Regions from separate parts of the Sus scrofa genome. Here regions 1 and 3 are each linked to region 2. A link is a contact called in public Hi-C data. All regions are on one chromosome and are shown on one strand. Each heading gives the region's core, a stretch centred on a gene start, on an enhancer-like site or on the middle of the called end of the contact. The rest is flanking DNA. Distances are from core to core; before and after follow the strand shown. Region 1 overlaps LOC110255610 (a long non-coding RNA gene). Region 2 has its middle 16 kb from the start of ZCCHC6. Region 3 holds the start of GAS1 (growth arrest-specific protein 1).

Region 1 (3,689 bases), core at 763-3,262, 400 kb before region 2:
ATTTATTCATGAAGAAATATTTTTGGGTATGTGTGTTGGTGGAGTTTCAGTGTCCTCTCCATCACTAAGCTGCATGAGGGCAAGGATCTTGTGTTGGTTTCTCCCCGCCCCCCAACCCCAACCCCCACCACTGCTCTTTTTGCAGAACCTAGATCAGTGCCTGAGATGTAAAAGGCATTCAACAAATACTGGGGGAATGAATGAATGCATGCATGCATGCATTGAAGACTCAAGCATGGGGTTTCTACTCTGTGTGGTTGACAGGGGGATTCCATGCTCATTATTGGAACATGCTGCTGGGGAATTCAGCCAGACTGGAAGATTTTCATCTTGAAATCTTGGTGGGCAGAGTACAATGGAAGATGTGCGTTCTTTTGACTGCTGTTTTTATTTCTGAGATGTGTTCCTAGAAGCTTTGCTAGGTGTCTCCTTTCCCTCTTCATAAATAGAGGGAGTGGACTTATGGTGTTTGTTTTCAAGGAAAGGGAGAATGTGTCCTTGGCTTTTCCAGGGCCACCTACATTTTACAGAGTAGCCAGGCAACCAGTACATCTTGGTTATTTGATTTAGAAAAATATTCACAGCCAATATTCTCTGAGGCTTAGAAAGTCCACGGATGTAAACAAATTTTTTTTTTTTTCTCAGCTCAGTCTCCGAATGGAAAGAAGCAAGGGTAAAATGCCATGTAATTGGTTTTTCTGGATCTGACATGATGGGGCCAAGGTGGATGGACTCTTGCGTTTTCCACCTCTAGGCTCCAGGAGGGGCACCTCTTGAATGGGCTTGCCTGGCCAATGCTGGCCACTCAGTGCCAGGAGAGGAGGAAAACAGGAGGCCCCCGGCAAATGGCCACTCCAGCCCAACCAAGATGGCAACCTGGGGCAGAAAGGGGTCCTGCCATGCCCTCGTGCCTTGGCTCACAACACCCCGGAAAGGAAGGCACGCCTTTTATCACCTCTTATTATAGATATGCACATACTCAGGTAGACAGCCAAAATTTATTCACTACATTTTTTCACTAAATAACCGGGGGAGATGGGAACAGAGTGAGGACTATTTGACTCTGGATCCCATTCCCTTAGTACAGAGTCTGGCATACTAACAGATGTTGCCCAATGTTTTTGAAGGTGGGAGTGACCAACCAGTCCTGGTCTGCCAAGATGTTATTGATTTTAACAGTGAACTCCAGATGTCCATGACAACTGGATGGTGGGGTCACTCTGTTCATAATGCCACAGAGTTGCTCACCAACTGGCAGAATTCTGAATTACGTTCGGTTTCCCTCTTGCAAATCTGGGTATCGTCCGTCTCATCAACCTGGGGGCATAAGATTTGCCAGAAGCAGACAAAGAAGTTTCTATTGTAAAAAAATCAATGTCTTTCTCGGACTGTTGGAAAATTCTTTGTTTTGTTTTTCGAATACCTGTCCGAATGATCAGTCAGCATGAAAAACTGAAAGCTTGTGAGTAGAAAAGAACAAACCCCAATAAGAAGCATGACAAATGATTTCAGTTACAGGGCTCATAGATTGCTTTCCTTCTCCAAAGTTATTTGCCAGGTGACTTATTGCAAACATACTGGCCAGTATGAAGGGATCCGAGGTTGTAGGTTGAATACTTTGATGTGAGAAGATAATTTTACAAGAAATAAATGACAGGGGAAAAAAAGATCATCAGAAATGTTCTCCTGCTCCCTTTCAGAAACAAGAATAAAATAGAGATTTGACCAAAGAAATATCCTGCCACTTAGCAATTCTGTTTTAAAATCCATTGTGCATTTGCAGAATTTCCTCAAATGAAATGCCACAATAAAGAATGCCCATTTTACAGTCCTAAACATATTTAATATACTGTTTTTACAACAGCTGTTGCTTTCACAGAACTTTAACCCTGTTGTGTAAATGCATCACCAGGAAAACACTCAGGTTGTCATGGAGACAACCTTAGCCAAGGCCCTTTGCTTGGTTGAACTGGTGTCAGCTTTCAGCCTCCCTGCATTCCAGTCTGGCATCAACCCCAGGCTACAGCTCAGACTTCATTAGAGGCCCTGATGAAGGACAGCACCGGAATCCGAAGCAATGACTAGAACTGTCTGACCGCTTTCTATCAACACACCTGATAGGAGAACTGAAAATTAATTCCAGAGGGAACGATGGTATTAATCAAGATTTTCTGGCATCTTCCTTGAAGAACGCCTGATCGATCCAGCTGTCGTTTTCTAGCTCATTTTAGGCCCACCTTTGTCTCAGCAGGGAGAGATAGCATTACAGCTGACATTTGGAAGATTATTTAAAGTATTGGGTGACAGAGGCCCCAAGTGTAAAGCCAAATTTTCAGTGTTCCTCAAAGAACTGGTGAAATTTCTATCACCCCATGAAGAAAATATAGAACCACAGCGGCATTAACTTCTGCCTGCTAACAACCCATGATAGCATCTTCTAGAAAATGTTGAATACTTTGACTTTAGCCGAAACAGAGCTTGAAGGGAAAGTGCAAAATCCATTGAATAAAAAGCAAAATTGATGGTAAGTGGTCCTTCTTGCAAAGCCTTGCAAAAGAGAGGGAAATGAAGTCCTATCTTGGCTAACCACTTCAGAGAGAAAATAAAAACAAAATACTTCTAAAATGGTTAGGTTTGGAGTTCCCGTCGTGGCTCGGTGATTAACGAATCTGACTAAACCATGAGGTTTTGGGTTCGACCCCTGGCCTTGCTCAGTGGGTTGAGGATCCAGCATTGCTGTGAGCTGTGGTATAGGTTGCAGAAGTAGCTCAGATCTGGCGTTGCTGTGGCTGTGGTGTAGGCTGGCGGCTACAGCTCTGATTAGACCCCTAGCCTGGGAACCTCCATATGCCATGAGTGCGGCCCTAGAAAAGACAAAAAAAAAAAAAAAAAAAAAAAAAAGAGCCTTGGCTCAGTAACAGGTGTGTCACAGTTGAGGTTACTTTACTTAATGGGCCGTAGCTGATATTCCAAACAAGATGTTTCAGAAATCTGTGGCATCATAAGAATTGTGAAATAGTAAGCAATGGCTTATTTGTCCTCTGTTCAAAGAGCTTAGTTAAGGCTCTGTTCTCATTGCCTCTAGGGCTTGATGTGACAGGGCTGAAGCTGAGAAAAAAAAATAAATGTTGATTTCCTGGCTTTAGCTTCCCAAATCCTGATCCCTGAGGCAAATACAAAGGGCTCCAATGGAGAGTAAATGCTTGGTCAAAACAAGACTATGAGCAGAGCTTCCTGCCGAACCCAGAACTTCTTTTTTTTTTTTTTTTTGTCTTTTTGCTATTTCTTTGGGCAGCTCCCGCAGCATATGGAGGTTACCAGGCTAGGGGTCTAATCGGAGCTGTATCCACCGGCCTACACCAGAACCACAGCAACGCAGGATCCGAGCCGCGTCTGCAACCTACACCACAGCTCACGGCAACGCCGGATCCTTAACCCACTGAGCAAGGGCAGGGACCGAACCCGCAACCTCATGGTTCCTAGTCGGATTCGTTAACCACTGCGCCACGACGGGAACTCCCAAACCCAGAACTTCTATGATTTCCCCGACTGAAGCAGATGATATGAAGAGGGAGGTAATGAGAGCAGAGAGGTGGGTGAGGCTGAGAGGGAACCACTGGATTTAATGGGGATGGAATGGAGAGGAAAAAGGACCATCTCAACAAAATGCTACCATGAGAGACTTGGTT
Region 2 (3,706 bases), core at 1,019-3,518:
ACAGTGGGAGTTCCCATCGTGGCTCAGTGGTTAACCAATCTGACTAGGAACCATGAGGTTGCGGGTCAACGATCCCTTGCTCAGTGGATCAACGATCTGGCATTGCCATGAGCTGTAGTGTAGGTTGCAGACGCGGCTGGGATCCCGCGTTGTTGTGGCTCTGGCGTAGGCCGGTGGCTGCAGCTCCGATTCAACCCCTAGCCTGGGAACCTCCATATGCCGCAGGAGCGGCCCAAGAAATAGCAAAAAAAAAGACAAAAAAAAAAAAGAAAGAAAAAGAAAAAAGAAAGCAGAACAGTGACTGTCAGGAGCTGGAGAGAGGGAGGAGTTATTGTTTCATGGGTACAGAGTTTCAATTTCAGAAGATGAAAAAGTCCTGGGGACAGTGGTCATGGTAACCCAGCGATGTGAATGTACTTAATACCACTAAACCATACACTTAAAAAGTGATTAAGACTGTAAATTTTAGAGTTCCCCTTGTGGCTCAGCGGTAACAAACCTGACTAGTATCCATGAGGATGCGGGTTCAATCCCTGGCCTTGATCAGTAGGTTAAGGATCTGGCATTGCTGTGGCTGTGGTGTAGGCCAGAAGCTGCAGCTCCAATTTGACCCCGAATCTGGGAACTTCCATATGCTGCTGGTGTGGCCCTAAAAATTTTTTTTTTAAATGTAAATTTTATATATATTTTACCATAATTTTTTTAATTTTCATTTTTAAAGAATCTCTTAGCCTGATTGTGGAACTACAAACACCTTTTGAATATTCTTTGCAACACTCAGCTATCTGGTGATGTGAAATACAATGAGACCGCCAAAGCGCTGAGGCTCTTTTAGTTAACACCCTAGCAAACCCAGCTCTCCTGAATTCTCTTGTTTTCTTCATAGAGGAAGGCTCTTCCTCCAACATTTTCACATCTGGGCCAATGCTGGGGAGACAGCTTCCACCCCACATGCTTACCATCCAAAAGGAAGAGACGCACCTAATCTGATCAATAAGCTGACATTCACAGGGCATGGCTCACCGGTGGGCAAAGTCTGGGTGAGAGTTCATGGCACCTTGGCAGAGTTAAGCTGGCTAAGCCTGGCCCACTCTAGCAATCTATAATTCTGTCTCTGCTCCACCTCCTCTACCTGTGACTGGGTGTCACTCAGATCAGCCCTGTGGGATAGACCTGGCTGAATTCAGTAGCAAAGGAGGGAAGAGAAGGCTGCCCTTTGGCCTGGATTTAGGATGTTACTGAGCCCTTGCCCAGCCCAAGACCAAAGGGACACTTTGATCCCCATCTGGGTCTCAGTTTCTTGAACCTTTTCTCCTCTGACAGGTGCAAGAGAAGCAAAACTATATCATCTTAGGTTTTCAGCTGGAGTTCTTCATGACAACAACAAAAAATAAAGCATGCAACTCGCATCAGTCAGGAGAAATCTAAATGAAGAGGAACTTTTTTTTTTTTTCTTGCTTTTCAGGGCCACATTCACGGCATATGGAGGTTCCTAGGCTAGGGGTCTAATCAGAGCTACAGCTGCCGGCCTTCACCACACTCAGAGCAACACCAGATCCTTAACCCACTGAGAGAGGCCAGGGATCGAACCTGCAACCTCATGGTTCCTAGTTGGATTCATTTCCACTGCGCCACGACAGGAACTCCAAAATGAAGAGGAACTCAAAGCAGTGGCTTAGAACCCTAGCTTATATAGCAACTTCGACCAAAAAAAAAAAAAAAAAGAAAAAAGAAAAAAGAAAAATCTCTAGGGAAATGGTAGGACAAAGGAAAGCAGTTTTAGCCTTCCAAGAGCGGCAGACAGTTGGAAGGTAACTATATGGGAGGACATTAAAGGAGTGAGGTTTGTTCGCAGATCCCTCTGATGTCTCTGGGCCACTAAAAGCCTATTGCCAGCAGGAGAATTCATACCCTCTCTTTAAGCAGCAAAGAGGGAGCTTTTCCGACATCTGCGGCTTCTCAATTGCTTTCAGCTCAAAATAAATTTTTCTGTCAGGGAGACATATTTTGGAGTGACATTCCAGTTTCCGTCACAAGAAAGGAGGGCAGCAAAGAAAAGGATAAAGGCTTTACGCCCCCCAAATTAGAAAAGTAGGACAGATATCCTTTTGGGAAATACATTTCGCTTTACGCAAAATTCACTTTCTTTTTACTTGGTTTTTCATTTTGTTGCAATGATGACAATTTCCTAATTATCACTAGCTGACGAAGCGACATTTGAGGAACATTTGAGGAGGAAGTACATTGTGCTCCAAAATTCTGCACTACTAAGACCATTGCTTCTGCTTCCACCAGCCCTCTCAGAATCTCAGGAAATGAAAGTAATAAAAGATAGGCGTGGAAACCAGGATTTAGTGCCTTACAGAATGTGCTGGACAGGTAAGTATTTGACAAGTGAAGAAATAAGGTCTTTTCTCCTGCGCCAGGGTGATCTAGGACCTCATCTGATTTATCTAAATAAATCATCTGTTTATCTAAATCCAGAGTTGGCTTGGACGAGGACACTCTTACGTGGATGGGAAAAAGAAGAACCAGGAGTGACACCGTCCTGGGGCACACTGCACCCAAAATGATTTCACAATAGGTAGCGAGTTTATTTTTACTTCATGCGGCTGCCCGCAAATTCAGGTTTCTCTGGTTCAGCTCTTTTGTGCTAGCATTTGTTCATTAAAGTGAAATGATCGTCTCTTCATCATTGTATACACGCCAGGACTAAAGGGAAAAGTTACATGAAACGGCCTACATTTCATGAAGTTCTCCAGGTATCTGAGTTCATGAGCACGCACTTATTTCTCTGAGAATCATTAGCTCATTCTCTCCACTGTGTTCCCCTGCAGAGAGGGGGAAAAAGAACTCGGTGTCCCCACCCCCACATAAAAAGTCATTCTCTCTTGGCAAGCAACTTTTTTTTTTTTTTTTTCAGCTGACATGTCCTAGATTGTTCTAAAAAGAGCAAATATAAGAAGAGATGATTCAAAGACTCCCTGGGAACTGCCACCGTCAGCTCTTAATTACAAATGCAGGGCTAGGCGAAACATCTGGATTCTGAGTCATTCCATTTCTCCAGAAAGGAAGATGTCGGCATTAGCCCTCTTGTTGCACAAACCTGTGATCTGGAAGCAGGCTCCTGAGCGGGTCCACAGTGCGCTAGGTCTTGAGACTGCAACTCACCCCCACCCACTCGCACCTACATGCAGCACATTTTGAAGGCATCTTAACCGACTACCTGCAACTGAGAACATTTAAGTCTATTTTTTTAAAAAATGACTATGGAGTTCCCGTTGTGGCACAGAGGAAATGAATCTGACTAGGAACCATGAGGTTTCGGGTTCGATCCCTGGCCACATGCAGTGGGTCACGGATCTGGCGTTGCCATGAGCTGTGGTGTAGGTCACAGATGCAGCTCGGATCCCGTGTTGCTGTGTCTGTGGCGTAGGCCGGCAGCTGCAGCTCCAATTCAATCTCTAGCCTGGGCACTTCCATATGCCATGGGTGCGGCCCTAAAAAGCAAAAAAACAAAAAATAAAAATGACTGCAAAAGCAACATATGCGTGTCTGTGTCTGTGTGTTCTAAGGGAAGAAGGAAATAAATAACCTTAAAAACCTATACAGGTTTCTGACCTTGATTCTCGAATGCCTGGACCAATACAAATTCAGGAATATTGCCTTTTGTGTGAAGAGATCCTAGGAAAAAAGTGAAAAGGGA
Region 3 (3,795 bases), core at 808-3,307, 470 kb before region 2:
TAAGGCAGACCCTGAGCCTCTGAGGAATGCAGCAGGCTCCGCAGGAATAGGAGGCTTTGCTGCTGTAGCCTGATGTGTCACCAGATCCCGTGGCTCTGTTCTGACTTTTGCCATTTCAAATTCACGGAGCCCCCAGGGAGAGGCGGGTAGCCGAACTCAGTGCTCACTGGGGCCCCCATTCCTTTTTGCTTCTAGAAAGGAGATTTAGCCTTAATTTTTGTGACAGATGGAGTTGATAGTCTCTCCACGGAAAGGGGAGGAAAAAAGCGCCAGTTTTTGACAGGCCGCAGGCGCCCGGTGCCTCTGGTGGTCGAAGGCTGCGTTGCGCCGCAGTTAAGGTAGTTCGCAAACTCTCGCGCCTGGGTTGCAGAGGCTGCAGTACTCGGGCGGTTACCCTTCTTCAACCGAGCCAGGGATTGAAACTTACACTTTAATAGAAGCCTTGGAGGGTGCCGGTTTGTCCCCTTCTTCTAGGTTGTGACCGCGGCTCAACGTTCCTAAAGATGTTTAATACTATGATTGTTTTTTTCATCGCCGTCTGTGTTAGAAATTTATATTCTTAAAAAAAATAAATTGCCTTACTGGATTTCTGTCTTGCAGTTGACAAGGATGCCTCGCCCCCGGACCGTACCTGCCAGATCGGTAAACTGGGATCGGGTTGCGGGGGAGTGGAGGGGTGGAGGGAGGGTTGCAAATATCTCATCAGTACTCCTAATTAAGCGTGTGCCTCTTGTGTGCATTTGGATTTTATTTTTTCAAGTTTCAAAGTCCCACATTAAATTCTGAGTTCCCTCCCACCCCCCACCCCCCGGTCCCGGCACACCCACCCCCGTTGATGATCGGCAAAGATGGGAAACTCGAAAAACAAACTGAACTCTGAAGCCAGTAGAAAGCACAGATTGGGACCAGGGAGAATTAATAAAAGTGCCCCCCCCCAAGAAAAAAAAACTCACACAGTATAATGAACCAAACAAAAAGGACCATGGCCGAGCCGGATGCAAGCAGCTGCCCCCAAGCCCTGCCCGCTGGTTCTGTGCTGCGAGCAGAGGGCTCCATATCTGAGCCTCCTTAAGAGTAGGAGGAGCTCCCGGGCCTCTGTCAGGCTCCTTAAGCCGTTCCTTTCAGGCCCTGAATGCCTGAATGTGAGCTGCCCACCACCCTCCCCGCCCTCCCCCACTCCGCAACCCCACTCCAGCGGCTCGTAAAAAAAAAAAAAAAAAAAAGTTTCAACAACAACAGGCGGGACCAATAGCATCTCGAAAAGCCGGGAAAGGGGGCCGAGCAAAGGGCGAAAGAGAGTGGAGAAAGGAGAAAGCGGGCAGGCTCGGAGCGCGCGGGGCCGGAGCTCGGAGAGCCGGAGGAGCGTTGCTAATGTTTTTGTTTGTTTGCTTTTCCATGCATGCATAATGAGGGGGCACCGCGGCACCACGCGGGGGCTCCCGGCCCACTTTTGTATTTAAAGCCTCGCTGCGAGCGAGTCCGCAGCCCGGCTCAGCGGATCCGCTCCCCGGGCTCCTTGTCACCCGAGAAGCCGCCGCCGAGGCAAGCCCGGGAGCCGCTCTCTGGCCGCGCCAAGTTTCTCGTTCTCCTCGCGCCTCCCGGAAAGAGCTCCCCGGAGCTCGGCCGAGGCCGGGGTCGCCGCGGGCGGAGGGGGAGGGGACGCGGGCGGCCCGGCCGCGGGAAGGCGGGCAGCGCCCGGCCGCGAGCCAGGAAGCGGCGCGATGCGAGAGACCGCGGCGGCGGCGGCGGCGGCGCGGCGCTGAGCCCGGGAGGAAGGAGCCGCCGCGGCCGCACAACGGATCTGCAGGCGCGGAGCAAAATGCACCCGCGGCGCCGCGCGGTCCCGCAGCCCCGCCGCGGCCCCGCGGCCCGCAGCCCCCCGGGACGGCAGTGAGCGCCTCCCGCCACCGCCGGGGGCCGACCGGAGGAGCCCTCAGTGGCCGTGCACTTCTAGGAAGCCCCCGCAGCCCGAGTGCGAGCCGACCTTCTGCAAGCAGCGGGGCACCAGCCGGCGGCGCGCATGGATTTATGAAAACACTCATGCAAGAAGTTGGCAGGACAGGGGCAAACTTTTCCGCCGGCTCCGCGTCCGACGCTCCCCGCGCCTCGTCTCCTTTCCGCTCCTCGCCCGGCGGCCGCCGCTGCCCGCGATGGTGGCAGGGCTGCTGGGCGGCGGCGGCGGGGCCCGCGGGGGAACCGTGCCGGGCGCCTGGCTGTGCCTGATGGCGCTGCTGCAGCTGCTGGGCTCGGCGCCGCGGAGCTCGGGGCTGGCGCACGGCCGCCGCCTCATCTGCTGGCAGGCGCTGCTGCAGTGCCAGGGGGAGCCGGAGTGCAGCTACGCCTACAACCAGTACGCCGAGGCGTGCGCGCCGGTGCTGGCGCAGCGCGGCGGGGGCGACGCGCCGGGAACCGCCGCAGCCGCCGCCTTCCCTGCCTCCGCCGCCTCCTTCTCGTCGCGCTGGCGCTGTCCGAGCCATTGCATCTCGGCCCTCATTCAGCTCAACCACACGCGCCGCGGGCCCGCCTTGGAAGACTGTGATTGCGCGCAGGATGAGAACTGCAAGTCCACCAAGCGCGCCATTGAGCCGTGCCTGCCCCGGACGAGCGGCGGCGGCGCGGGCGGCCCGGGCGCGGGCGGGGTCATGGGCTGCACCGAGGCCCGGCGGCGCTGCGACCGCGACAGCCGCTGCAACCTGGCGCTCAGTCGCTACCTGACTTACTGTGGCAAGCTCTTCAACGGGCTGCGCTGCACCGACGAGTGCCGCACGGTCATCGAGGATATGCTGGCCGTGCCCAAGGCGGCGCTGCTCAATGACTGTGTGTGCGACGGCCTGGAGCGGCCCATCTGCGAGTCGGTCAAGGAGAACATGGCCCGCCTGTGCTTCGGCGCCGAGCTGGGCAACGGCCCGGGCAGTAGCGGCTCGGACGGGGGCCTGGACGACTACTACGATGAGGAGTATGACGACGAACAGCGCGCTGGGGGCGCGGGCGGGGAGCAGCCGCTGGACGACGACGACGGCGTCCCGCACCCGCCGCGCCCGGGCGGCGGCGCTGCTGCGGCAGGCGGCCGCGGCGACCTGCCCTACGGGTCCGGGCGCAGGAGCAGCAGCGGCGGCTGCCGCTCGGCGCCCCGAGGCGTCTGGACCCAGCTTGCCTCCATCTTGCTGCTGCTGCTGCTGCTGCTCCCGCTGCTCTTTTAGCCCGCGGGAGGGCGGGCGCCGGGACACCTGTGGCTCGGGGACAGGGTGGGTGGTTGGGGACGCTCTCTAGGTAGATTCTGCCTAGTCGGGCTCCCCCACCCACCCGACTCTTGCACGACCCCCGCCTCCTCTCCCGCGCAGGACTTTTTGGACATCCTCCCTGTCCCGCATTCCAGGCTCCAGAAACTCCTTGCAGAAACCCTCCTAGTTTGAGCTCAGGACGCCCGGGATGAAACGGGCTTGGGGGGGCGGCGGCGCGGGGGGGAACAGAACCGTAGTCCTGGACTCCGAAGAGAAGATGCTGACCAGTGGGGCCTTAAGAGTTTCAAGGGACTGGGTTTAGAGCAGGGGTTTTGAAGGAGGATTTCTATGTGCAAAGGGGCTGGTTATTAACATGTCTCCTGCGAGGGGGGAAAAAAGTGCCGGTATCGACTTTTATTGTGGCCAGTGAAGACATTGCAATCTAACCGATTCTTTCGTTTACTCTCGGTATCCGCGCCCAGAAATCTCAGTTTGGCGGGGGCGGGCGGGGGGGGGCGGGCATGAGAGGGGTTAATGTTGCTGAATTAGTTTTGGATAACTTTGAGCCCTTGAC

Evidence for each region. A called contact is a pair of places that touch in the nucleus more often than the background predicts.
Region 1: a Hi-C map of liver shows a contact between it and region 2, with 12 times the contacts expected there. The contact joins two enhancer-like sites. A contact is called at or near these places in 7 of 47 Hi-C or Micro-C datasets (embryonic fibroblasts, liver and skeletal muscle).
Region 3: a Hi-C map of liver shows a contact between it and region 2, with 6 times the contacts expected there. The contact joins the promoter of GAS1 here to the enhancer-like site in region 2. A contact is called at or near these places in 3 of 5 promoter capture datasets (fetal skeletal muscle and liver), 12 of 47 Hi-C or Micro-C datasets (embryonic fibroblasts, heart right ventricle, liver and 5 more) and 2 of 2 datasets of contacts at active chromatin or transcription factors (alveolar macrophages and skeletal muscle).

Annotation. Positions count from the first base shown.
Region 1 is chr10:28,581,594-28,585,282 of Sscrofa11.1, forward strand. All of the region lies in intron 1 of LOC110255610 (a long non-coding RNA gene), which reads left to right. Among named protein-coding and RNA genes, the nearest start is that of GAS1, 74 kb to the left of the region's middle. Within about 2 kb of position 2,013, at least 25 of the 83 cell types and tissues checked have an H3K27ac peak or open chromatin away from gene starts, as enhancers often do. A contact at or near this core is called in liver, where this site is marked.
Region 2 is chr10:28,977,408-28,981,113 of Sscrofa11.1, forward strand. No RefSeq gene overlaps it. Among named protein-coding and RNA genes, the nearest start is that of ZCCHC6, 16 kb to the right of the region's middle. Within about 2 kb of position 2,269, at least 11 of the 83 cell types and tissues checked have an H3K27ac peak or open chromatin away from gene starts, as enhancers often do. A contact at or near this core is called in alveolar macrophages, liver and subcutaneous adipose tissue, where this site is marked.
Region 3 is chr10:28,507,111-28,510,905 of Sscrofa11.1, forward strand. GAS1 (growth arrest-specific protein 1) reads left to right here and starts at 2,058. Exons shown (of 1, transcript XM_021064627.1): 1 at 2,058-3,795. The coding sequence starts at 2,151. The coding sequence ends at 3,200.